Regions from separate parts of the Mus musculus genome. Here regions 1, 2, 3 and 4 are each linked to region 5. The links are chromatin contacts, called in public HiCAR-type and promoter capture Hi-C maps. All regions are on one chromosome and are shown on one strand. Each heading gives the region's core, a stretch centred on a gene start, on an enhancer-like site or on the middle of the called end of the contact. The rest is flanking DNA. Distances are from core to core; before and after follow the strand shown. Region 1 holds the start of Papolg (poly(A) polymerase gamma). Region 2 holds the start of Pus10 (pseudouridylate synthase 10). Region 3 has its middle 83 kb from the start of Papolg. Region 4 holds the start of 0610010F05Rik (RIKEN cDNA 0610010F05 gene). Region 5 holds the start of Vrk2 (vaccinia related kinase 2).

What was found. Promoter capture Hi-C pulls out the DNA fragments that hold promoters and counts their contacts. HiCAR-type assays count read pairs that join an accessible place to other places.
Region 1: a promoter capture Hi-C map of pre-B cells shows a contact between it and region 5, with 15 times the contacts expected there. The contact joins the promoter of Papolg here to the promoter of Vrk2 in region 5. A contact is called at or near these places in 6 of 39 promoter capture datasets (the C10 cell line, cranial neural crest, hippocampal neurons and 3 more) and 2 of 9 other capture datasets (adipose tissue and liver).
Region 2: a contact with region 5 is called in a promoter capture Hi-C map of pre-B cells. The contact joins the promoter of Pus10 here to the promoter of Vrk2 in region 5. A contact is called at or near these places in 8 of 39 promoter capture datasets (the 3T3-L1 cell line, 3T3-L1-derived adipocytes, the C10 cell line and 5 more), 1 of 484 Hi-C or Micro-C datasets (pre-B cells), 1 of 115 datasets of contacts at active chromatin or transcription factors (astrocytes) and 2 of 9 other capture datasets (adipose tissue and liver).
Region 3: a contact with region 5 is called in a promoter capture Hi-C map of hippocampal neurons, with 14 times the contacts expected there. The contact joins the enhancer-like site here to the promoter of Vrk2 in region 5. A contact is called at or near these places in 7 of 39 promoter capture datasets (the C10 cell line, cranial neural crest, hippocampal neurons and 3 more).
Region 4: a contact with region 5 is called in a HiCAR-type map of astrocytes, with 7 times the contacts expected there. The contact joins the promoter of 0610010F05Rik here to the promoter of Vrk2 in region 5. A contact is called at or near these places in 2 of 39 promoter capture datasets (cranial neural crest and embryonic stem cells), 2 of 115 datasets of contacts at active chromatin or transcription factors (astrocytes and large pre-B cells) and 3 of 9 other capture datasets (adipose tissue, liver and macrophages).

What each region holds. Positions count from the first base shown.
Region 1 is chr11:23,891,925-23,896,692 of GRCm38.p6, forward strand. It overlaps Papolg (poly(A) polymerase gamma), which reads right to left and starts at 3,346. Exons shown (of 22, transcript NM_172555.2): 1 at 3,098-3,346. The coding sequence starts at 3,114. Gm12061 (a long non-coding RNA gene) reads left to right here and starts at 2,328. Exons shown (of 4, transcript XR_872317.3): 1 at 2,328-2,521; 2 at 2,839-2,936.
Region 2 is chr11:23,663,484-23,668,225 of GRCm38.p6, forward strand. It overlaps Pus10 (pseudouridylate synthase 10), which reads left to right and starts at 2,509. Exons shown (of 18, transcript NM_028304.3): 1 at 2,509-2,970; 2 at 3,795-3,931. The coding sequence starts at 3,806. It overlaps Pex13 (peroxisomal biogenesis factor 13), which reads right to left and starts at 2,400. Exons shown (of 4, transcript NM_023651.5): 1 at 2,264-2,400. The coding sequence starts at 2,361.
Region 3 is chr11:23,975,832-23,980,676 of GRCm38.p6, forward strand. No RefSeq gene overlaps it. Among named protein-coding and RNA genes, the nearest start is that of Papolg, 83 kb to the left of the region's middle. Within about 2 kb of position 2,695, at least 17 of the 459 cell types and tissues checked have an H3K27ac peak or open chromatin away from gene starts, as enhancers often do. A contact at or near this core is called in hippocampal neurons, where this site is marked.
Region 4 is chr11:23,631,604-23,636,460 of GRCm38.p6, forward strand. 0610010F05Rik (RIKEN cDNA 0610010F05 gene) reads right to left here and starts at 2,028. Exons shown (of 22, transcript NM_027860.3): 1 at 1,890-2,028.
Region 5 is chr11:26,590,525-26,595,487 of GRCm38.p6, forward strand. Vrk2 (vaccinia related kinase 2) reads right to left here and starts at 3,396. Exons shown (of 13, transcript NM_027260.3): 1 at 3,066-3,396; 2 at 1,063-1,203. The coding sequence starts at 1,198.

The sequences.
Region 1 (4,768 bases), core at 2,096-4,595, 2.7 Mb before region 5:
ATGAAAAAATTTTAAGTCTCATTTCATATGGACACATTGAACCTCTTAAGTTATTTGAGCCACTTAAAAGTTTGAGGAACATTACCAAGGAAGTCATTTTTAAAAAGAGAAAGAAAAAGAAAAGGAAAGGCGGGTATTCTGTCTTTATGAAGTGTTTTTCATACAGCTTCCAGCTTCCATGGTCAGGATGTCTTTTCAAGCCCAAAGCAGTATGTGTTGGAATCAAGACAATTGTATCAACACCACTCAGTTCAACTGCAAAGACCCTGAATGGGCTTTATGCCAGGGCTCCCTCTACTATTCCCTGCAGGCTGAGTCAAATACTATCTAGGTTATAGAATCTTTGAAAAGAAGTCAAACACTTGAAAGACACTGTTAGTAAAACAATGGTCTTCCTATAAGTAAGGGAACAAAACATCCATCAAATGGTCCTCAGAACATGATCTAGCCTTAAAAAGAAACCTCAACCAGTCCCTGGAGAAACTTACATTCACAAACATCTTTTCCTGGAACCTGAGTTTACATTTCTAACACTTTGTGACTGTACTTAGTATTCTTCATTTTAGATTGGAACTCATATCATTTTCACACTGAATAATTATCAAATTCTTTACATTAAACAGCAAATTTTGAAGGGCTCAAATGACCCTTAATTGCCCTTAACTAGTATAAAATTACAATCTTCAATAAAGCACCACAGAATTCTGACTACATCTATAACTAAAAGATATGGGGTACATTTTGTTGCAAAAGAAAAAATGAGTATATACTCTCAACCTAACCACCTTTCTTCATATTTGCATAAAGAACTATTCATAACAGTAAGAATATAATCTCAAAAGGCAGTCTTTTAATGAGTAAATTAGCTCTTTAAAAAAAAAATAACAGAGGAAGAAAGGAGGGAGGTTAAATGGGACAGACATAGGCCCATGCCTCTATTCCCTTCATTCAGAAGGCTGAAGTAGAAGAATCTACATTCAAAGCCTGAGCTACATAGCAATACCTTCTCACCAAAGAAAGGTATAACTGGACACTAGGACTTCTTTCTTTCTTCTTGAAACAGGGTCTTACTATATAACTCTGTCTTGGAACTTACCAGACTTGAACTCAGAGATCAGCCTGCCTCTGCCTCATGGGGTTTGGATTAAAGGTCTGTGTTATGCCTGGCTCTATAATTAATTCTAAGCACAGTAGGGCAACTGTGATAAATACTAATTAATTACAGTATACATATTTATATAAGTAATCAGTAAATGTGATGGACAAGCCAATTGCTTTAAACTAGTCACTGTACAAATTATGTGCAAGTTTATCAATTTAAAATGTAAACACCACAAAAATACAACTGTAGTTAATTCTTTTTGCATTTTAAATGCTTAAAAATTGCCTTGAGGTTGGAGATGTACCTCAGTGACAGACTGTTTCATGTGTAGTGCCCTGAGTTCCATCTCTGAACCAAAAACCGAACTAACAAAACAGCAGTGACTTGTAAGTCCACAAACTAAAACATGTTTTTCAGCTGGAGGTTTTACAGGATGGGGAGAAAGAAAGGACAATAGAGAAGATAAGATAGCTTAGCCAGGTTTGGTGGCACAAGTCAAGTGGTAGAGGCAGAAGCAAGCTCATGGCCATGTGAAACCTCATCTCAACAAACAGCCTATATACCTTTGAAATGACTTAATGAAATATAAGGGAGTATTTTAAAAAACCCAACTCTAATTTCTCTCCCATTTTTATCTTGCTGTAGAACAAACAAAACTTCAATTAATTATTTCAAGTTCTATCTATCTATCTGTCTGTCTGTCTGTCTGTCTATGAGAGATAAGGTTGTCTGAGCAAGATTAGTGTGTGATTAATACATGGCACAGACAGATTTTCATAAAATCAAACCAAACAGGAACTCTAAGAAGTAGGTCTCAAAAAGTGTTATGAATTTCACTTACAAGGAAAAAAAAAAAAAACCTTACAGAAATGTTACTGAAGGTACAAAGATAGGTAAATAGAATTCTCACTGACATTCTATAAAAAACTTTTAAATAGCTCAAAATAGTCACTAAAAGTACTACACTGGGCTATGTTTATAAACGGAATACATTAGTTAATAAAAAATAACTAATAATGAAAATATTAACATAGCAAAAGGTCAGAGAGATCATGTTCTAAAGAACCAGTCTACAGAGTAGTAACTGATAATAAATACCCTATAAACAGTTTAAAACAGGTACACAGTTTTTATGGATACAGGGATAGGTACTATCAACATTAAAAATGCAGTAACAAGAAACACCAAACTCAGTGCTCTGGGGCCTTGGAAGAGCGTCGTGAATGCAATCAGAGAAAGGATAGGCGAGTCTTCAGATGTATTGGAATGCTCGACTTCTTTTCAAGAAAGAAAGGTTAAAGAGCTAAGAACACACCCCATGTTAGTCTTAGGGAAAAATGGGTGGTGGCTACACAAATGGTGTTTTGTATTTCTGTGCATTTTTCTGTACGTTGAAATTATTTCCGGATAAAGTGAAAGGTAAGAAATTCTAATAAATTCTTGACAAGTACAGAAACTGCTTCCGACTTATCAAAGTGTGAGCAGGGGATAGATACAGCCCGGTAGATATTGTGGGTCGGTGGGAAGGAACGGGGTAGAGGGTTTAGCCTTTCTCATGGAGCAACCGCAAACCTAGGGGCTCCGCTAGGTCAGTCCCTCTCCGAAAGACCTGAAAGATAGCGGGTCCGGCCGGGAGGAGGGGAGGCAGGGGGATGGTATTTGCGCCAATGCAGACAGAATAGACGGGCTCAGACACGGCTGGGGCAGGAGAGTGACCGACCGTTTTTTCTCCTCAGCCACACGCGCCTTTCCCCCTCATCCTGGTCTGGGGGCGTCCTCAGAGGCGGGCGGCGGGGGGCTGACGGCGACTCCCGAATCCCCGCCGGGCGGCCAGGTGAGTCCCGGGTAGGGGAGATGCCCTTGCGGAGTGGAGGGCAGCGGAAAGCAGAGGTCCCGGCCGGCTGCGCAGGGTGCCAGGCGCAGGGGCTGGAAGCCGGGGCTGCCCACCTCAGCGCACCTCTCTCCACCTCGCCCTCAACCGCCGCCCCCACTTACGCAGACATCTCTTTCATCGCTTCCTGCGTCTCTCTCCAGCGAGTGTCTTTCGCTTTGGGGTCCTGTTCTTGCCCTCTCTTCCTTCCTCTGTCCAATTCCCTTCGCTCGCTTGTAGCTCGCTCACTTCCCCACTCTCTACAGCCGAGGCATTCAACCGAGTAGTGAAAACACCACAAAACCGGCTCTATTTATGACAATACAGCGCGGCCACCGCCAATATGGCGCTACTTCCCAGGCTGCCTCTCGCCTTCCGCGGCTCCGCCCTGCAGCCCTGGGCCCGCCCTCGGGCACACCCCCACCCAGCCTTGAGTTCCCGGGACCCGCCCACCTCAGCGGACTTGCAGCAAAAGCATCTGTCAGAGTGTCAGGTCTCCCTGGTCTGTGGGATTGTCAATTCAGGCAAACCTCTGGGAAGGTTATTTGTCAATTTCCCCTTGTTTCTGCAATAAAAGCATCTAGAAAAAAAACCACCGCTTTCCCTAACACCATTTTAACTCTTCCGTTATCCCACATCTTAAAGTCATAGACTTAATAAGTACACATTGAGAAGATTTTTGTCACCGAGGGTCACACCCAAGAAGGTGCGACTTTAACACAACCAATCCAGGGAAGAAAGCTTATAAATAAATCAGCTTAACTTGTATTCTTTTCCCTCGGAGTACCACCTCCAAGTCCCAATTTATGACTTTGTGGCATTTAGCTGAGATGTTGAACATAATTGCTACTAGTTAGCCGTAAGATAAACCCAAGGATTTCCACCGCTCTGCCCCCAAACCTCACATTTTCAAATAGTGAAAATCATGTTCTGTGTGATTATGACGGTGAAAATGAGGGAGAAAATGACCAATGTTTAAATGTTAAAGGATAAAAGTAATTTCAAACCCTGTCTTTTTCTCCCAAGAGTCAAGCACGGTTGTTTGGGGAATGAGACTCAGTCACGGGAAAGGAGGTTACTTTCTGAATTATTCATTTATTCACTCAAAGTATTTATTGAAAATCTGGTCTGTCAGTTTGTTTATGCTCCATGTTTGATGCATAAAAGCAGGTCTGTGGTTTGACCTGAGCAAGTTCAGAGTTTTCCCATCAAAAGGTGGAGAAAAACTTCAAATATGAGTGATATTCTGCTGCTGCAGAAGTATGTATTACACACTGTAGGAACTAGATTCGTATCCTCAAGAGTTTATTGCGAGTGGATGAGAAAATATATATATACACTATTTAAATACAGATGGGGTCCAGTTGTCATTGGGGGACCAAAAGAGGACCATCTAAACATGGAGGAAAGTCACTAATAGCTTCCTAAAAGAGAGGATTCTGTATATTAGCAGGATTTGGGAGTACAGATTTTGGTAGGTTATGAGAAGACAAAATGGAGCTCAGGAGGTCGCTAGACTGGGATTTGATTCGAAGCAGACCCACCTTTGTTATTTGCTAGCTTTGTGACTTCTAGAACTTTAAAATAAAGTTTACGTTAACCTTGAACTTTTTCTTTAAGAAAAAAATGTAAAGTACACTTACTTTAGCCTGCAGGGAGTCAGAGGATGACTTCTAGAGTCTGTTCTGTTCTCCCTTTTCACCATTTCAGTCGCTGGGATCAAAATTGATTCCTCAGACTTGGCAGCAAACAGCTTTATCCACTGAGCCTTATTCACAGTCCCAATTTTAAACGTT
Region 2 (4,742 bases), core at 1,259-3,758, 2.9 Mb before region 5:
ATAGTGAAAGCAGCTGGCAGTGGTTCAGGGTGGGGACATTTTTAGGCAAGAATAAGAAATGACTGAAATTATCAAAAAGCTACCAAAAGCAAAAAGCCAGGAACAAAATTAGGTCTCTTGATGTTAAGACAGATGATCTCTAGATTCCTTGCTAACAACAGTAGGCATTTTTACAGTTCAAAGCACATTAGATAATGCTTCTTGTACCAGATACAATGTTTAGAGGTTCTTAGCCTGTGGTCATAACCCTCTTGGCAACCTTTTATCTCCAAAAATATTTACATTATGATTCCTAACAGTAGCAAAATTATATTTATGAAGTAGCAACAAAAATAATTTTATGATTGAGGTCACCATAACATGAAAAACTGTATTAAAGGGTTGTAGCATTAGGAAGATTGAGAACCACTGGTTTGAAGATGAGTGTTCAAACAATATTTAAAGGTATAATTATGTTAAAAACTTTGGTGAGTTAAGAAAAATTCAGAAGGCGATTGCCTGTAAGTCCCAACACTGCGGAAGTTTAGGTAGAAAGACCACTGGGAGCTCAAGGCTACCCTGTCTCTCTGGCAAGACATCTGTCTAGGAAGAAAGAAAGAAAGACACACAGAAAGAAAGGAATAAAAGACAGAAAAAAAAAGAGAAATGAATAAGTGATTTCTTAAATACTTTGAGTACTGCATACTGTAGGTACTGAAATGGATGGAAAAATACAGATTATACGTGTATAGTTATATCACAGAGGACCTAGGTATTATATAAAATCTTTTTTTTCTTTTTTTTGGTTTATTTATTTTATTTTCAATATATAGCTATCTTCAGACACACCAGAAGAAGGCATTGGATCTCATGCCTTCTTGGATCACAACTCATGGTTGTGAGCCACCATGCTGTTGCTGGGAATTGAACTCCAGACCTCTGGAAGAGCAGTCAGTGCTCTTAACTGCTGAGTCATCTTTCCAGCCAGCCCCAATAAAATCTTAAAGAGAAAAATCATCTACCTAAAGAAATAAAATGTTAACTTTTCAATAAAAAAATTTTCAGTGCAAAATTTTCTCATTAAAAAACTGATATAAAGACAAAAGTATAATTTAAAAAAGGAATCCAATATCACATAGGAACATAAATCTTAAAATAATACAGAATCCAGGACAGTATATTAAAAAAAGGAAGCTAAGTAGGTTCATTTAAAAATGCAAGATAAGTTCAACATTAATGGAATAACCCATAATTGCATACCATTAGTAAAACAAATATAAACAGGTACAGAAAACAATCATAAAATTTAAGGCACATACAACAAAACAACAACAAACCCAGAAGGCTAAGTAATGTTCAGAGAAGTTTAACGGGATAGCAAAGAACACACTTAGAAACATTCTAATGAAAGTATCACCAATAAGTGTTGCTTTAACACGAAAAATACAGCTTATCACTCTAATTGTATCTATTAGTTACTGTGCCCAAGTGTTTTAGTACTTTTAAAAGAGCACCAGATTTTCCAATAAGAGAAAAGTACTCCAACGTACAGAGATTTTTACGCGCCAGGAAAACGTACAAACTTGCTCTGAAATCATGTCGCCTGGATTAAGGTATCTATTTATCCAAAGAAAACACAGGTTCCTGAAACTCTAATTCTGTTTTAAATTTTTAAAAGTTGCAGACCCATTTGTTACTGATTTAAATCAAAGCAAATAAAAACTTTATAGGCCTTAGACGACAGTCACACACACAATTTTGTACACAAAGGCTACCCACAGACCTCGAATTCCTGTCTTAGAATTCTTTCAACCCTCAACCTAAACGTTAAGTTATGCTAGAAAAGAAAGCCAAGGGTAAGAGCTTGGATTCCATGTTGCGTAAACGTGACCTTTGGGTCGTTCAACCAACTTCTGGAGAGGCTGTAAAGCTTTTCCATGACTTTTGCTCTCTATCCTTGTCCTGGCTGGGCCAACGTCGCGCTCGGCAGCAGACCCAAGCTCGTCGCTTTGAAGCGGGTCAGGCTGTCCCGCCCCCCCATGTCCCGCAAAAGCGAAAAGGCAGGGAAGCGCCGCTTTTCTTTCTAGCTCCTGCATCCGTGGGGCCGGCGGGGCGCCCGGGGGAAGAACGGGCGGTCGTACAGCCAGCAGACTCCAGACCCGCTCTGCACTCGCCCCGGGCCGGCAGCGGGAAGCGACGCCTCCCCCCAATAACGGCTTCAACCGCCTCCTGCCAAGTCCCCGCTCTGGCCTCCAAAGTCGCGGCCCAAACACCTCACACTCACTGGTAAGTGGGGCCGGGGCCGGAGCCCGGCCCGGGGCCGGCCCCGGGAATTCTGCGAGACTCCCAGGGTTTGGGGGGCGGCGGCGGCTGGGAGGCCATCTCTCCGCCAGCTCCGCTCCGGCTCAGGGAAGCGACTGCGACGGCTGGGTGAAGGAGCGCCTCGCTTGCCAGGCACGACAGGCAGAACACCGAGCCCTCCGCCCCGCCCACGCCTGACGTCAGGCCAAGGCGTGTGGTCAGGCGAAGCTGGAGGAAGGAGGAAGGGAACAGCTAATTTGCTGGGGTGTGGGAGGGGGTCGGGAGTCGGGAGAGCGGGACGTCCCTCTTTCTTTTCCCTAGTCTGGGTTTCAAATTTGAGTAGGGGCTCATCGACGTTTCTGGCAGCAGCTACTACGACCTAGGTGCCGAGTCCGTCGGAGGCTCCTTTGCCGGCCGACCCTTTAAGGCTAGCAGTAAAGCCCCTCGCAGTCTTTCGTTCGTAGAGCTAGGGGGAGTGCAGGCTGCCAGGCGGACAGCCTTACAGGTCACCGTGTAAGACGAGGGGGTTCCTGCATTCCTCTCGTGAGGGGCCTGGTACTTTCGTTGTAAAGCTCTGGTTTTCTTGGGGAACACAACGGCTGAGCGCAGTAGGTGCGCTGTCTTTACTCTTCCCCGTTCCCACCCAGGGCCGAAAAGGGTTAAGACTCGGCTGCGGCATCTTGGGAGAAGGTAAGGCCTAGGAAGTACGAGGTGAGGGGTTAGGGACTGGGTGTCGAAGAGGCGTAGCTGCAGTCCCTTTTGTTTGTTAGTCAGGTGGAGTGAGTGGTAAGTTTCTAGAACCTCAGCACATAGAGTTAAGGGCTTGTTTGGCCAGAACAGAGCTTTCCCCTTACCTTTCCCCTACTCCCATGCCAGAGGACGAACTATGCCTGTGCAGGAGGAAATGCATTAAAAAAGATCTTATGGTGTGAAACTCAAGACTGTTTCAGCTACCCCCCTCTCCCCCGCTGGCTTTGATTCTCTATTTAGCCTAGGTTAGCTTTGAACTCATGGAGATCTTCTTGTTTCTTGTGTACTGAAATTATAAGCGTGAGCGCTTACACCTGGCAAGAAGATGCATTTTTACATAATTATTTCCAACTCCTCATAGACTCTTTACTTAACATTAAATTAATAGGTTAAGTGAACTGATAGACGGGATTATGAAACTGAAATAAATACTTGGCCACATGGAGTTTCTTGATTTTTTTTTCTTTAATAGAGTATATTCCCATATTGTAAGTACTTCCTTGAAAGGTTTACACAGGCAACCCTGAGTGGTCCCAAGTCCCGGAATCGGAAAGTTTTTAATGTCATGTCCAGAGCAAGCTTGTCTTTCTTTGTTCCTCTCCCCTGTAATCCACATACTCACTTAGTCAAGTTCATATTTTAGAATATAGATATGACAAGCAGTATTTGAAGGGTACAAAATAGAATTTTTCAAATGAAAGCTTTTCTTTTTAAGGACATAAATACAGCACGTAGCTGTAGAATACTGAAAGTGCTCATTTTAGTTTCTTCTAGTATGCTTCCACTGACTGAGGAGAACAAGCACGTGGCACAGCTGTTGTTCAGTTCTGGCACCTGTCCAAGATGCATCTTAAGATTCTGTGGTGTGGATCTTCCCGCACCTTACAAACACCCATCCAAGGTATATTCTTTTTAAATTAAAGAATGTTTTTTTATAGTTTGGAATGAATGTCACTAGCTTTGAGTCCTGTGAGTAACATATAATTCCACTAAAAAAGGAAGATTATCAGCTATTGGATGGGTCACACGGCCCCCAATGGAGGAGCTAGAGAAAGTACCCAAGGAGCTAAAGGGAACTGCAACCCTATATGTGGAACAACAATATGAACTAACCAGTACCCCGGAGCTCTTGTCTCTAGCTGCCTATGTATCAAAAGATGGCCTAGTCAGCCATCACTGGAAAGAGAGGCCCTTTGGACTTGCAAACTTTATATGCCCCAGTACAGGGGAACGCCAGGGCCAAAAAGGGGAAGTGGGTGGGTAGGGGATTGGGGGGGTGGGTATGGGGGAACTTTTGGGATAGCATGGGAAATGTAAACGAGGAAAATACCTAATTAAAAAAATATCAAAAAAAAGAAGGAAGATTAATAAAATTATTCCTACAAAGGTAATTTTGAAACTGCAATTACCTTAAAAACTTGATGTAGGAATATAACTATTTTCAGGTAACTATCATTTAACAGTTAGTGCAGAGAGAGGTCTATGGTGGGATTTTTTTTTTTTTTTTGCTACATTTAATATTTGTGAAGACATTTTATAAAGGGCATCTAAACACAATACCACTAGATATTGCTTCTTACATACATTAATGCAAAGCAACAGGACAATTCATAGTCCTGATTTCTTCTTTTAAACAGAAAATGAGTTCAGTTATGTTTTTTTAAATTAAGTTTCTCTCTATTATTTTTATGAATATATATATGAGTATGATG
Region 3 (4,845 bases), core at 1,445-3,944, 2.6 Mb before region 5:
AGTGTATCACAGCAGCCAGTGACCGAAGGAGAAGGCTGGTCACCTCCTGGTAATTGGGAAGCACAGAAGAGTCAGTGAGAGCAGTCAGGTAATAAGTCAACACTTGTCAAGGTCCAAGGATTTCCGGATCTTTCCATCAGGTCAGAAGAGGTCAAGAAGAGAGTGTTGTTTCACTTTCATGGTCTCTCATGAGTGTGTGGAAGCATTTTTCACACTGTACCTCCTGATAACTCATAGAAGTCATGTCCTCATAAGGTAAGTATTGAAATGTCTTGAGAGCAAATAGATGGAGGTCACCTACCATACATGTCTGCTATGGGATCCATGCCAAAGGACCCATGCCAAAGGACCTTTCAGTTGGATGTGCCTGATGGCACCTGGAGTCATTGGCATTCTAGGTGGGGCTTGTGATAACCATTCTAGGAAGGCAGAAGCTGGAAGAGTGAGAACTACCCCAGGGAGTTAGTATATCTGGCTCTGTGGAGCAGTAGCTAGGACATGACACTCAAGGAGTCATTTGTAGCCAAGGTCACTCTACAGCAGTGGTGTTCTTCCTTCTTAAAGCCCTGGGAAGATTCTTCTGTGTTTCCCCCCCTACTCCTGCTCTTCTGAAGACAAGATTGTTGTTGGCATTCTGGGAAGTAAGTGTTGAGGTCATTCATTATAGCAGAAAGCAGAATGAGAAACCCCAAGACCGACCGACCTCCCCAGCATCTGTCTCTGGAAGACTATTTGGCTCTGGAACACTAGTTGGTTTCTCCCACAGAATCATGGGAGGCACAGGGTAAGGAAGCTAGGAAGCTGGATCACTCCCCAAGTGAGCAGCCGAGTCTCTGTGACATGATGGTATTTGCCGGGCCACTCAGCAAATTGTTCCCCCTGATGAAACTGTCTGGGCTCTACAGGCTGTCAGCCACATTTACTGGGAGCCTGCAAGCAATGTGAATGGGTAGGCGATCCAGGCATTGAAATAGCAGCTCCCAGGAGTTGAGGGCAAAGTTATCTATCTATCAAATCTTGTCTCTGCTGACATCTGAAAAACCCAGGTGACACCCACACACCTGCGGCCTCAGCTACAGTCCAATTAAAGGTTGCAGATTTTCTCTAGCTATTTTCTGACCTTGGCGTTTGAGAGAAGGTATTAGGCTTCCCTTCTAATCAAACTGCAGAAACGTCTCAAGGTCTAAAGCATTTGAAAATTAACACAGGTGCCTGTGCAGGCATGCGTGTCACATGTTCTGCGCAGCCACTTTCAGTGGGACCTCGGTGAATTCCCGGACAGTGACTGATCACCAGCTCCAACTTATTTCCACAGGCAGAAGGAACCTGTCCAGAAAACAACCTGAGTATGCCACGGGATAAAGGTTTAAGTGGGCTTCCTGCCAGTGAGTTGCATTTGATAGTTGCGTGGGTGCAGCCCATGGCAGAAATCCACAGAGCTCACAGGAGATCTGTGGGGCCCTGGGGTGTTGCAATGTCACCCCGTCTGGGTATGTGACAGCCAGGATGTGGGATTTCGTGATTATTTTTGGTTTGGTTCAGTTTCTAGCCCAGAAGAAAGACTATATATAACACCGAGAGAGGCATAACTTCCAGATTGTCAAGGTTGGTGCTAATAGTGACTGATGTACTAATACATGTCCTATGGAACTGCAAGCGTGCAAGAGCCATGCTTGCGTGCTGGATGGGGGATAAATCTTCTGTTGTGTAATGGGAAAGAAAACTGGCAATGTAAATGCAGTCTTAATATTTTTTTTCAGCATTGCATGTGTGATTAGGCATTCAGTGACTTCCTCATCTAAGGAAATTCGACTTTAATGAGAGCTATGTAGCTAACTATTGAGGAGCATTGGAAAATGCTGGGGTGAGGGTGGGAAGGCATTGACTTTGAAGATGTATCGTGTCCTTGGCCTTCAAACAAACAAACAAACAACCCCCCCCCAACACCAACCTCCCAGATCTGTAGGCTCATATTCTCGATCCCTTAGATATTAAGCCAGAAACAGACTGGCCAGATGATCTTCATCTCATGTGTACACTGTGTTTTTGGTCATTTAAGATTTTCCCCACAAAGGGCTTTGTTTCAGGAATGCAGTATCTTAAGCATCTAAAAATGGCCTAGTTTGTGAAGTCATCTCAGGATTCTTGGAAATGAAAGCATATCCTTGGTGAATCCAGTTCACCATTTAAAGGGCTTCAAATGTGGAGTTTAAGCAAAGCACACGACCCAGCTCTACCTCCTGAGCGTCTAATGACCATGGGCAGAGCAGACTGAGATGACATCCATGCCATCTGTTTGGTAGGAATCAAGGCAGGAAAGGTATAAGAATTTAGACAGAAACCGAGTTTAAAAGCCAGAGATTGTGGACGGCTCTCAAGAGCAACCAGTCCATGGTCTCTCTGTCGTTCTGGGACAGTCTCTGAGGGTTCCCCTTCCTGGCTCATGCCCCTGCTTTTCTTTAGCATGTGTGTCTGTGTGGTTTCAACACATGAGGCTAAACAGCTAGTCTATTAGGAAAAGAAAATGTTCTAATCAGTAGTGACTAAAGAAATTGGTTTTGGAAAGAGACAGACCACACTCTTCCTTCCTTAGCACTTACAGTAAATATTTTGATCTGTCAGAAGGGGGCATTCTTGCTTTTCCAGACAAAAGCAACGGCAGTTTGAGTTTGTTCCCAAGCAGCCGTGGCAGAAGCAATCACAGTACAGCTCTTTGGGTGTCTAGATAGGGTGGGTGTGCTGTTCTGGGAGCACCCGTGCACGTGGACTCTGCCTATGTATGGTCATGGGCATCACCTGCGAGCCTGTTAGCCTGTTACCTAGGCTGGTAGGCCTAAAGCCAGACCAATTGTAACTAGATTCAAATTTACCAAGGTCGTAGATGGGCTATGGGCATCTTTAAATTTGAGAAGTGCAGCTTCAAAGTTTTATTTTCAGAATTTCTGAAGGTGTGTGTGTGTGTGTGTTGCAGGGGGTGGGGGGATGCAGGGCACGGGGTGGGGCAGGCAACCTGGTATTGCCAGAAGAAGTCATGGGCTTCCAAACCTAACCAGCCATCTCCAGTAGAAAAGGTGGCTAATCCTTGTATTAAACAAATTCCATGGGGGATAGCAGTCGTTGGTGAGGAGTACGGACACTAGAAGATACCTTTGTCTTCCTGCAAGGAATTCTTAATGGCTTTTTAAAAAGTTGTTTTGTTTTTGATCATGTTGCATAGCAGAGGCTATCCTCCACTGTGCAAGCCTTCCAGTGCTAGGACTATAGGCGTGCCTGGCTCATAAACAGAGCTAAAAAGCTGCTGTCCCCAAAACTCTACTCTTTTTTAAAAGATAGAGTCTCTTTTTCTAGACACACCACCCATTTATTTTCTTACTTGAAATTTATTTCCTTATAAATCTGTGTGTGTGTGTGTGTGTGTGTGTGTGTGTGTGTGTGTGTGTGTGTGTGTGTGGAGTGTTTGTGTGTGGAGGTCTGAGGATAATTTACAGGAATGGAATATGCTTTTCAGCTATGTGGGTTTAAGCTTGCTGTCTTTACCTGGTGGGCCATCTGTTCAGCCAATCACCACTATACTTAAACTTAAGATGCTAACAATAGGGGGAAGAGAATCAGAAAAGTGCGCAGGAAAAGCCATGCCAGCCAGGAGATGAATGCTGCTTGAGTTCACGGAATTACAGTGTGACCAGCAGAGGGCAGCAAAGTTCGCCCCGCTGCCAGGACCTGTGTAGCTTGGCAGAGAGAAACTGCTTCTTCAGGGACTTCATGGAGATGGTTGTGATTTCAGGTCTTCTTGGACTGTCAGGGGTGGGGGTTAGGGTGACAGAGACAGAGAGACAGAGAAGCATGGAGAAGAAGGGGCCAGGTGCGAACAGGAGCTAGTGCTCTCTAGATGAACCATTCAATTTAGTTGTTTTAGGTTTTCTGGAAGGCATATTTAACAACATAAACTGATAAAAATCAATTTTAATACTGTTTTTGGCTTTACCCAAAATATCTCAAATGTGACCATTTTAACATGAAGAGAATCTCCACAGTGTTCACCACACTGCCCTTTAGAGCGCTCTTTAGTGTGCATTTTTGACCTACAGCACATCTCAGTTTGAAGTAACCACATTTCCAGTACTTGGGGCTCACAGTGACTGATGGGTACTTTGAGTCTGAGGGAAATACTAAAAACGTAGGGAAAAAGAGGAATTAGGACCAGAAACAGGAAAGGAAAAATTAACATCATGAACAAATTCTGATGTTTTTATACATTGACAAAATATGGAGGAACTGTATTCAAGTTCTTCATTGAGCCATTGCAGTATGCCCAGAGCTGGACCAAGGCTGAACTCAAAATTCACAACACACTCTCTGATGCTGATACGGAGCATGCGCATCCAGCGTGAATGAGAGACAGCGTCAGTAAAGGCCCTTCACCGCTGGCATGGGCTGGCAGGCTGGCTGTGGGAGCGGTAGAACGCAGAGGCTTCTTGTTTGTCTGTGTCTTCCTTCCCGTAATCATCTCTAGGTTTAGTTGAAAGTCATTTAAAACACCTTTGTTTTATCTGGAGAAAGGAAACCTGGCTGAGGAGAAATTCCTAGGGCTCCATGAAAGCCTCTGGTCCAGTAATTCCTCAGGGTTTCCCCGTGGCCACCTTGCCAAGGTCATGCCTACCACACTCGAGGTCTCTGCAGCTGGCAGCAATGCCGCTCTCTGGGTTAACACTGTCTGGGGAGTGTGGTTCTTCATTTCAGTGTGAATGTCCTCATCTTTCTGCACAGATTGAGTGAAGTTCGCCGTGCATTTTTCTTTCCCTCAGATGGATGGGAGCTAAAGGGAACGGCAGGCCTCCAGCTGTT
Region 4 (4,857 bases), core at 778-3,277, 3.0 Mb before region 5:
AATACCATAAAGTACCCAGCACAGTGTCTGGCATGCAAAATGTGCACCACAATTTATTATGGCAATTGTTTTTCCTTATCCTATTTTGGCTGTTACTGACATAAAATTTTTCAAGAATTTTGTTGAATCCCTTAGAAAGCACTGCCCAGAACAGAATTTCATTTTTATCCACCTGGGGTAGGTCTGGCTTTGTAGTCCAGGCTGGCTTCTAACTCATGATCTTCCCGTCTTAGAGCACAGGGATTTCAAGTGTGTTCAGACACACTCAGCTCTTTGATTCCTCAAAAAAAAACAAACAAACAAACAAAAAAAAACCCCAGCAAAACAGATAGTGCCAAAAAATGTTTGCTGACTTAATAAAGTCTCAAAGCCTTAAAGAAACAATGTATCTTTTGGAACCCACTCCAAGCTGAAGATTTACAATTTATATGAATATTTAAGTACACACATTAAATAATGTGGAATCTTAATCTTCAGTGAACAAAATGTTGTTCTCTGCTTACATGGGTAATGTGTGCATTCCTTTTCCTGAGGACAAATGATTTGGAAAGCGGTGTTTAATTATAATTTGTTTGGACCTTAGGAAGACGTTTAGGATGGGAATGGAGATGTGCGAGGCCCTGGGTTGGACAACCAGCACTGGAAAGGAGAAAAGGCGACTAAACAGTTTAAAGTAGAACTCAAGACAAAGACCCCTTGTGTGCTGCTTTTTCACTTTTAACTTTCAGATATTTAATTAAAATTTATTTTCTGTTTTTGGTGGTGGTGGTGGCAGTGTACTCCACAAATGAGCTAAGTTCCCAGCACTTAATTAAAATAACAAGAAAGATGTCTCCATCAAATTCTTAAAAACTTGTATATTTCAAATATAATACTCATTTATTCGTGGTAATGGATGATTTAAGTAACTTGGGTGTGAATTTTTTTTCTGTTGACACAATTGAATCTTTCCAATCAAGGGAAAAAAACTACTGTGTATTCTAGTTAAACTAATCTCTGAGAATGTTTCCTTTAGGGTATGAATAACATACAGTCTTAGAACAGCTGGCACATGCATCTCATTCTGGAGAAAGGTATAAACGTATAAAAAACTATGACCAAAAGAAAATATCTAAAACTCAAAATTATCCTCTCATGCATGACACCATACTTTAAAAGTGTTTAAGGTATAATATATTTAGTAAATAAATAACATTATTTACTAAAATATAAAAATTCTATTGTTTTAACATTTTACACCTTTAAAGAACATAACCTATTCCTTATTTTGGCTTATTCATATGGACAAGCATCTGCTTTTCATTTTTCAATGAAAAGGGGGCTCTTGATCTTTCCCTAGGCAGAGGAGGGAGTGGAGGTGGGGGGTGGTCACAGGGACAGGTGGAAGGCCTCTGGCACAGCAGAGGGAGGCTGTTAGTCCTGATCTACAACAGACTTCCTGACTCTCATCCACACGTGTGACCCAGCCGGTTGGCTCTGATTCTGAAAGACCGGACATCACTGCCCACCCGGGTAAGTAGCCTTTCCAAGCCCGGGTCCGAGGCTCCCTGCGCGGCGCGTCCTCGGGACCGGGATTCCGCGGCGTGGACACCGACTCGAGGCGCGGGCTGGAGAGGAGCAGACAAAGGCATCGGAAAGCAGCCTGGCGGGGACTGTGAGGGCCGGAGTCCGGCGACCGAAGCTGGGCTCCGTCGCCAAGAGCGTAGGCGAGGGCGGCGGCGGGACGGGGCCGCAGGCAGCGCCCGGGCGTCCGCGGGCTTCCGGGCAGCGGGGCCCCGCACCGCCCGCCCGCCCGCCAGTCCGCCCGCCCGGATGGGCAGCGGCGCTCCCGGCCCTCGCCCCACTCCAGCTTCCGAGTGGGTGCCCCAGCCTCTCAGCGTCTCTCTCACCTCCACAGGGCCGCGGCGGCCCTCACCGCGCCGGTGTCACCTGCAGCGGCCAGCACCGCCCGCGCTCGCGCCCAGAACGGCGCGACCCGGCGCACACGCCAGGCTGAGGCGGCCTCACGAGCCGCGGCCGCACCCGCCTGCGCCCGCTAGCCAGCCGCCCAGCAAGAGCGCCGAGGGGCGGGGCCTGATCGACGCGCCCGGGCCAATCGCAAGCTAGCGCCGCAGCAGAGCATCCAATGAGCGACGAGATCCTGCGGGTGGGCGGGTGCGGGCGGTGCCAGAGTGCAGCCCACCGCTGCACAGAGCCTGCTCTTCACCCTGCCCTCTCTGGCTCGTCCTCTCTGGCCTGTCGCAGTGCAGCGTCCCCACTCTCTTAGCGTCATGTCTCTTAGCGACTAGGTCCTCAGCGCTTGATCTTGAACGTGGGAGATAAAGGGAGCTCGAATGAAAAGAATAAATCTTTCCCTGTCACTCATTTTGCTATAAGCTGCTTAGGTTCAACAGAAAAAATATATGATTGGATAGGGCGTTGGCTGGGACTTAGAAACATACTGTAAACTGAAAAGCTGGCGACTTCTCAGATATAGTGTGGCAAATGTTCCAGTGTTAAACTTGGAAGGCTGATTGATGTTCAGTCTTAGAGCACTGATGGAAATGTATTAGTGGCCAGATGTGAGTTTTCGTTGGCAATCACTCCATGGTTCTGGCAAGATTAAACTAAAACAGTGTCCACTAATAAACCTGTTTGCAAGCAGAGAGAGACAGAGACAGAGAGAGAGAGAGAGAGAGAGAGAGAGACAGAGAGAGAGAGAGACAGAGACAGAGACAGAGACAGTGAGAACGAGCAATGTATTCAGTGTAAGCTGTATATCAAAAAGAATATAAGTAACTCTCAATGTTATGGTTTCGATCAAATCTTCATTTCTTTTTTGTTTCCCAGAGGAAGTTGAACGTTTGTTTGTTTTTTGTTGTTGTTTATTGTTTTCTCTTCAATCGCCTTATCTGCCAAGGCTTTCCTCCTACCACTCAAATAGATCTCCCTTCCCACTGGGGGGAGGTGGTCTCAATGTGCAGGTAGAGTCCAAATTATGCCCAAGGAATGAGGCTTCCACATTTGATAATGGGCCTCAGACCTCAGCGAAGCTCCGAGTAGCACGGTGAGAGAAGCACTTGGATCATTTCGCAGGCTCAGGCTTCCTGCTGGGAGCGAATGGTCCCTGTCTTGCTCTCAGGAGAACATGTGTTCACATTCAGCTTGAACTTCAGTGGCTGCACATAGAGCTTTCGACCTCCAAGTCAGATAAGTGTGGCAGCAGATAAGCCACGGTTTCTGCTTTATGAATGCTTCGTGATGCCCAGGTTTTTGTAACCAGACTTGTGAAGGGCTCATTTGTCAAATTAATGCATGCAGTAAAGGAAGCCTATCATCCATGGAACATTTATATATGCCAGGTATGCATCTGTTATCTACTTTAATCAACATGGCACACTACGAAGGTTATACAATTACTTTTTCTTTTCTTTTCTTTTTTTTTTTTTTGGTTTTTCGAGACAGGGTTTCTCTTTATAGCCCTGGCTGTCCTGGAACTCACTCTGTAGACCAGGCTGGCCTCGAACTCAGAAATCCACCTGCCTCTGCCTCCCGAGTGGTGAGATTAAAGGTGTGCGCCACCATGCCCGGCTACTCTTTTTTTTAAACAATAAAATAAAATACAAGATAAAACAAAAATTAACACACCAGAATTGGACAAACAGAAGAAAAAGAGACAAGAGAAAGCACAAGAGACAGAGACCAGCTTGCTCACACAGCAATCCCATAAAAACACTAAACTGAAAGCCATAATATATGTGCAGAGGGCCTGTTGCAGCCCTGTGCATGCTGCTTCAGTCTCTCAAGTTCTTGTGTGCTTGGCCATGTTGGTTTAGAGGGCCTTGTTTTCTTGGTGTCCTCCGTACCCTCTGCTGCTTACACTCTTTTCTCTTCCATGGGTGCCCTGTCCTCTGAGGGGAGGAATTTGATGGAGACATACATACCATTTAGGGCTGAGTGTTCAGAGGTCTCTCTCTCTCTCTCTCTCTCTCTCTCCCTCTCTCTCTCTCTCTCTCTCTCTCTCTCCCTCCCTCCCTCCCTCCCTCCCAGGGGAGGAATTTGATGGAGACATACATACCATTTAGGGCTGAGTGTTCATAGGTGTCTCTCTCTCTCTCTCTCTCTCTCTCTCTCTCTCTCTCTCTCTCTCTCTCTCTCTCTCCCTCCCTCCCTCCCTCCCTCTCACTCTCTCTCTCTGTAGTTAGTTTAACCCTAGGTCTCTGGTCTCAGTTTCTTGGTCAACTAAGCAGTGTGGGGTATGAATTTTGTCTTATAGAGTGGGCTTCAAGGCAAATCAGACACTGGATGGCTATGCCCACAAGCTTTGTGCTACCATTAAAATAGCATATCTTCTGGGCAGGACACCCTTGTCAGTCAGAGGGTTTGTGGCTGAGTTGGTGTTTATGTTTCTCTTTTGGTATCACGTTGAGTACCTTTCTGTACTAAAGGAACTAGCACACAGGGGTGAAGGCTCTATGTGGGCACCAGCTTGACTTCTCCATGTTCAATGAGTTGTGTATGTGTTGTCTTCAATAGTAGGGCCTTGCTGCCAGTTTGTGGAGAGCAACCTATAGTCCTGACAATAGCCTGAGTTGTTTGGGGATTCTCATGGGACACATTTGTTCAACAACTCAATTAGATGTAGCTCAATCCCAGGCCTGGAAGCTTCATTTGGTGACAAAGAGATGGCCAGTTGGGGCTCTGTCTCCCATTATTTGGCAATTTGATTTAGATCACCTTCATGTTTGTGTATATTTTAGGAAGTTCTGCTGTATTAGATTTTCTACTATTCAAACGGCCCTTAATTTTGGCTGTCTCTCTTGGTGTTCCTTTCCTTGTCCTCTCTCCCCTTCCCTTTCCCTCTAGAGCCTCCCATTC
Region 5 (4,963 bases), core at 2,146-4,645:
GTCCATCACTCTAACACATGGAGAGTCATCTTTTACAACCAGAGCCAAATAAGTAGTGTGTATGTGCACACACAGCCTTATAAAAGGTGTATATAAAGGTGACTCTTAATCTCCAACTTATACCTGAATCATGTTATCCAAGATCTTTCATGAAGTATATACTCCAAACCCAGTTGATTCTTTTCTAATCACCAATATTTTATTCATCAAACGTAGTCATTTTCGCCATCCCACCACAGCACTAAGATATTCCTAAATGGTCTCTTTAAATTCAGCATAATTTCTAAATATTTAGATGTAGTGTAGACGTACACCCACGCAAGGTCCCCTACCTATCATAAAGCACAGAGGGTAATCTGAATATCCACTTTGTCATTTTCCCAGGGAGAGCATAGCCAGTAAACTGCAGTCACACGAGAGAAGTTTGTTCACACCACATAAAAGATGCTTTCAGTCATTAACCTTAAGTCTAGGTAGAACCCTAGCGTTGCCTAGATAATAATTATTAGGAGTCAAAACGTAGAGAACAGAGCTACAGCACAGCAGGTAAAGGTGCTTTCTCCAGAAGTATGCCCACCTACCTGAGTTGGCATCCTAGAAACCACATAAAGGTGGGAGGATTGTCCCCTGACCACCACAGCTGCCCTGTGACATGTCCGACAGATATCATACATATAATATAGCAAATATTTTTTAAAAAGGATCACAAAATATTTATATTTATACAGCTGTTGTTTATAACATATAAAAATAAGTGGTTTCAGGAAAACAAGTTCTCAAAAAGAAAATTTGAATTCTGTCTGGCAGATTGTGCAATTATGCTCTGAAAAGACTTCTAAAACTTACTGGGGGAAAAAGAAGACAAACAGGGAACATGTTATGTCAGTTATGGTTTGAACCTAATGTTTAGTTAATGTACTAAACATTAACTATCTTCAAATTACTTTTTTAAAAAAAGAATCTATGAATTCTGTTATTTCAGTTAGCTCTTAAAATACCATTGTTACCATAGTTACAAAGATCACAGACGTAATTAGACTTGGCAATTTAGTCATACTTTACCTAAGTATATCAGTCCAAACCCTCCAGAGCCGATCATCTTGCCCAGTGCCCACCGGTTTCCTTCCATATCATCCAGAATTTTGCCTTCTGGGAGTGGAACCGGAAGCTTATATTTCTCTTTTCTTCTTGGTGCCATCACATCTATTGGCAGATGGATGAGATAAATAGTTAAAACTCTAGCATTGAAACTCATTTCTCCTAATGTCTTTCCCAGAATTAAGATTAGGATCCTGAAGTCAATTCCAACTGGATAAGCCATCCACAACATTCAAGTTAGAAATTCAGATACTTTGAAACCTAAGAGATACTGACATGTGTATGTATGTATGTATGTATATATATATGTAATAATATATACATAATATATGCAATACTCTTGTAGAGGATGATCTGGGTTCAGTTCCCAGTGCCCACATGGCAGCTTATAACTCTCTGTAACTCGAGCTCTGGGGCCTGATATATTTGACCTCTTCAACTGGCACCTGTATACACACACACAAAATTAAAAATTAAAAATAAATTTCTTAAAAATTAAAAATATCTACTGTGTTTCATTTAAATCAATACTTCAAAATTTCATGTAGGAGTTTATTAATATTTAGCAACACTATAGAATGTAATTAATTATCATTGTATAGAAATTAGCAAATGAGTAACGCGATTAATATATAATTAATAAATATTAGAAAAAATGCTTGAAATTAGATGTGAAAGTAACCATGGTCTTCTTAGTATTTCTAGACTAAAACAAAAACAAAAACAAATAAACAAAACCATGGTAAAGCAACTTTGGAATTACTTCATATAGTTTACAATCCACCTGAAAGGGGAGTCAGGGCAGGAACTCAAAGCAGCAATTGCAGGCAGGTACTGAAGCCACCATGGCAGACCCCCCTGCTCAATAGCTTGTCCTGCTCCGAACTGGATCAACCAGCTTGGCTTTCTTAAACAAACCAGGCCCAAGGGTGGCACTGCTGGCCTGGGCCCTCCCCCATCTATCACTCCAACAGATCCGCATCTGCCCCTGAGTAAATCTAATGGAGGTATTTTGCCACTTGAATTAAATTTCTGTGGCCTTCTTCTGGAATGTGGGATTCCTGTTATCTGTAGAGCTGTAATCTCTAAGGCAAAGCTGTTCTCACATTGATGGGAGTGGGTAAGAGGGAGGGTCAGAAAACCAGAGAGCCTGAACTAGTCAGTGTCCTGATAGGACAGGTTAGCTTGTCATGGAAATCCTTGCTCGTGGAAGTCATTCGCAGGTGTTTTGCTTGGTGGTGGTAAGACACTACCAAAGGTCAGATGCGACCTTTGAATTTAAAGCTGTACCCTTCCCCAGCCACTAACAGCCTCACATTAATCTCAACATTCAACATTTGTCCCTCTTCCCAGATGGCCCTGCATGGAGACAAGTTGATAACAACAGCAAAATCTAACCAGGACAAATGCTTTCGTGAAAATTATTCAAAAATACTGACAGGGTACAAAACGTTTCTCTTAAGCTACCCATCTATGCTTAAGTAGTTTTCCCTCCTTCGCTTACTGAACCCAGTGCCTCCGAGGCGGCTGAAACTCCACTCCAGTGGGCTGAACAGAGCCCGGAGGAGAGCGGGAAATCTAAACCAGGAACAACTGGGCCACCGAATTGAAGGAGGTTGTGATTCACCGGGTTCCCTCAACAGGGCGGTATGTTGGACACACGCGCCAAAGTTGCTGGCTAAAGTTGGCAAGTCTTCCTAGAACAACTTCTAAGCGGGGCAGCTAAAAGTTTGGGGACTCGGTGCTTCCGGGGTGACGCTCGCCCGGTTCAAACGCTCCCTCCCGGCCTTGAGCGGCGACCCCGTCCCGGGGATGGCAGTCCGGAGCTGTGCAGAAGCGCCGGCCGGTTTCCGGGATGAGTCGGTACCGGGTGCGGGGGCTGAAGCTGGGCCTGCAGCGGGCCGGGACAACGCCGCGGCCGCCCGCCGGGCACTGAGCGTCGGAGCCGGGGTGGAGGGAAGACTGACCTGCCGCCGGAGTCCCCACAGCGCTGGTCTCCTAAGGCCTCGCAGCCAGGTGGGCCTCTCCGGGCTCCTCCCAGGGGCCGGGCGAGCCTGTGGGCCGCCTCCCGGCAGCCAGCCCTGGGAGCCCCAGAGTCTGGCGGAGGCCGCCCAGTGGCAGAGGCCGCCCAGTGGCAGAGGCTGCAGCGGTGGAGGGGCGGTACCGAGAGAGAGGGTTAGAGTTTCCAAGCACCGGACCCTGCCAAGGCCTGTCTGAAGAGCCTGCAGATTAACCTGGGGGTAGTAAACTGGGCCAGCGCTTACAGAAGAACTGAACCCTTCCTGTACCAGTTCTGAGTACCAACCCCTTTCAAATTGCTCAGATCCTTACCAACAGCTCGCCCAGCCTCTAGGCATACCCAGACAGCCTTGTAACTGGGAGGGCCTGTATCTATCTGGGTGTGTCACTTGCAAGTGACTGCCCTAGGCCTAGTTCTGTCATTTAATACTTGGATAATGTTTAAAACGAAAGTTACTACATTTCTACGTTCCCATCTGTAAAATGGAAAACATAAGTTATTGAGTTTTAAGGTTACTATGACAGCTGAGAGAAATATGTTAAGTATATAGAAATTCTTTAAGGATACACAACTTACATTTTAGAGCAAACAAACAAATCTTTATAAAAAAGACTGTTCAAACAGCACTTTAGTTTCTTACCTAAAAACACTCAATAATTGTCCAGATGCAAATACTGAAAGAAAAACAGCCATTTTCTCTGCGAAGGCTAAAGTTATGTTTTAAGTTTTAGTTACTATACTTTAAGAGACCTATAAAACAGCCTGTCAGTGGTGGCACAAGCCTTTAATCCCAGCACTTGGGAGGCAGAGGCAGGTGGATTTCTGAGTTCGAGGCCAGCCTGAGTTCCAGGACAGCCAGGCTACACAGAGAAACCCTGTCTCGAAAAAAAAAAAAAAAAAAAAAAAAAAAAAAAGGAGAGAGAGACCTATAAAACAAACAAACAAACAAACAAACAAATCTCTAATTTGTAAGTCCCACTTGCTCAAGGTAACTTCTAGGAATGCTGGAGGCTGTTGTTCAAGAAAGATAACAAGCTTGCCCAAACTGCACAAGATCTGCTTAGTCACATGTAGGTGGGAAGTAAATGGGCAGGAAGAATGTTTGCCCTTGATTCCACAAAGGCAGAAAGTGCATACCCTTGTGGGATTTGCCTTCATAAGCCCCTGACAAATGCAATATGGTGCCATACTCTGGAATTCCTGGTGTAGACTTGGCCTGTGTCCATCATTCCTGGCCAGTATTTAATAAAGCTTGATTCAAGAGTGACTCAAATATCATGGTAGTAGCTTTATTCTTGCCTGATGGTATTAATTCTATTTGCTAAATTTGGTGTAATAAGGAAATAGGATTTTACCAAACTCCAAAAATGGTAAACAGCATGAGACTATTTCTTAAAAGAACGGCATGATTTGGGTATAAAAACATTTTTAAAATGAATTTTGTAGACAGGGGTGTAGCTTTATCGGTAGTGTCCCTCTGACCTGTAGGAAGCCCTCAATAAAATCCCCAGCATCACAGTCAGCTATTGAATGGATCCCAGGGTCCCCAATGGAGGAGCTAGAGAAAGCACCCAAGGAGCTAAAGGGAACTGCAACCCTATAGGTGGAACAACATTATGAACTAACCAGTACCCCGGAGCTCTTGTCTCTAGCTGCATATGTATCAAAAGATGGCCTAGTTGGCCATCACTGGAAAGAGAGGCCCATTGGACTTGCAAACTTTATATGCCCCAGTACAGGGGAATGCCAGGGCCAAAAAGGGGGAGTGGGTGGGTAGGGGAGTGGGGGGTGGGTATGGGGGACTTTTGGGATAGCATTGGAAATGTAAATGAGGAAAATACCTAA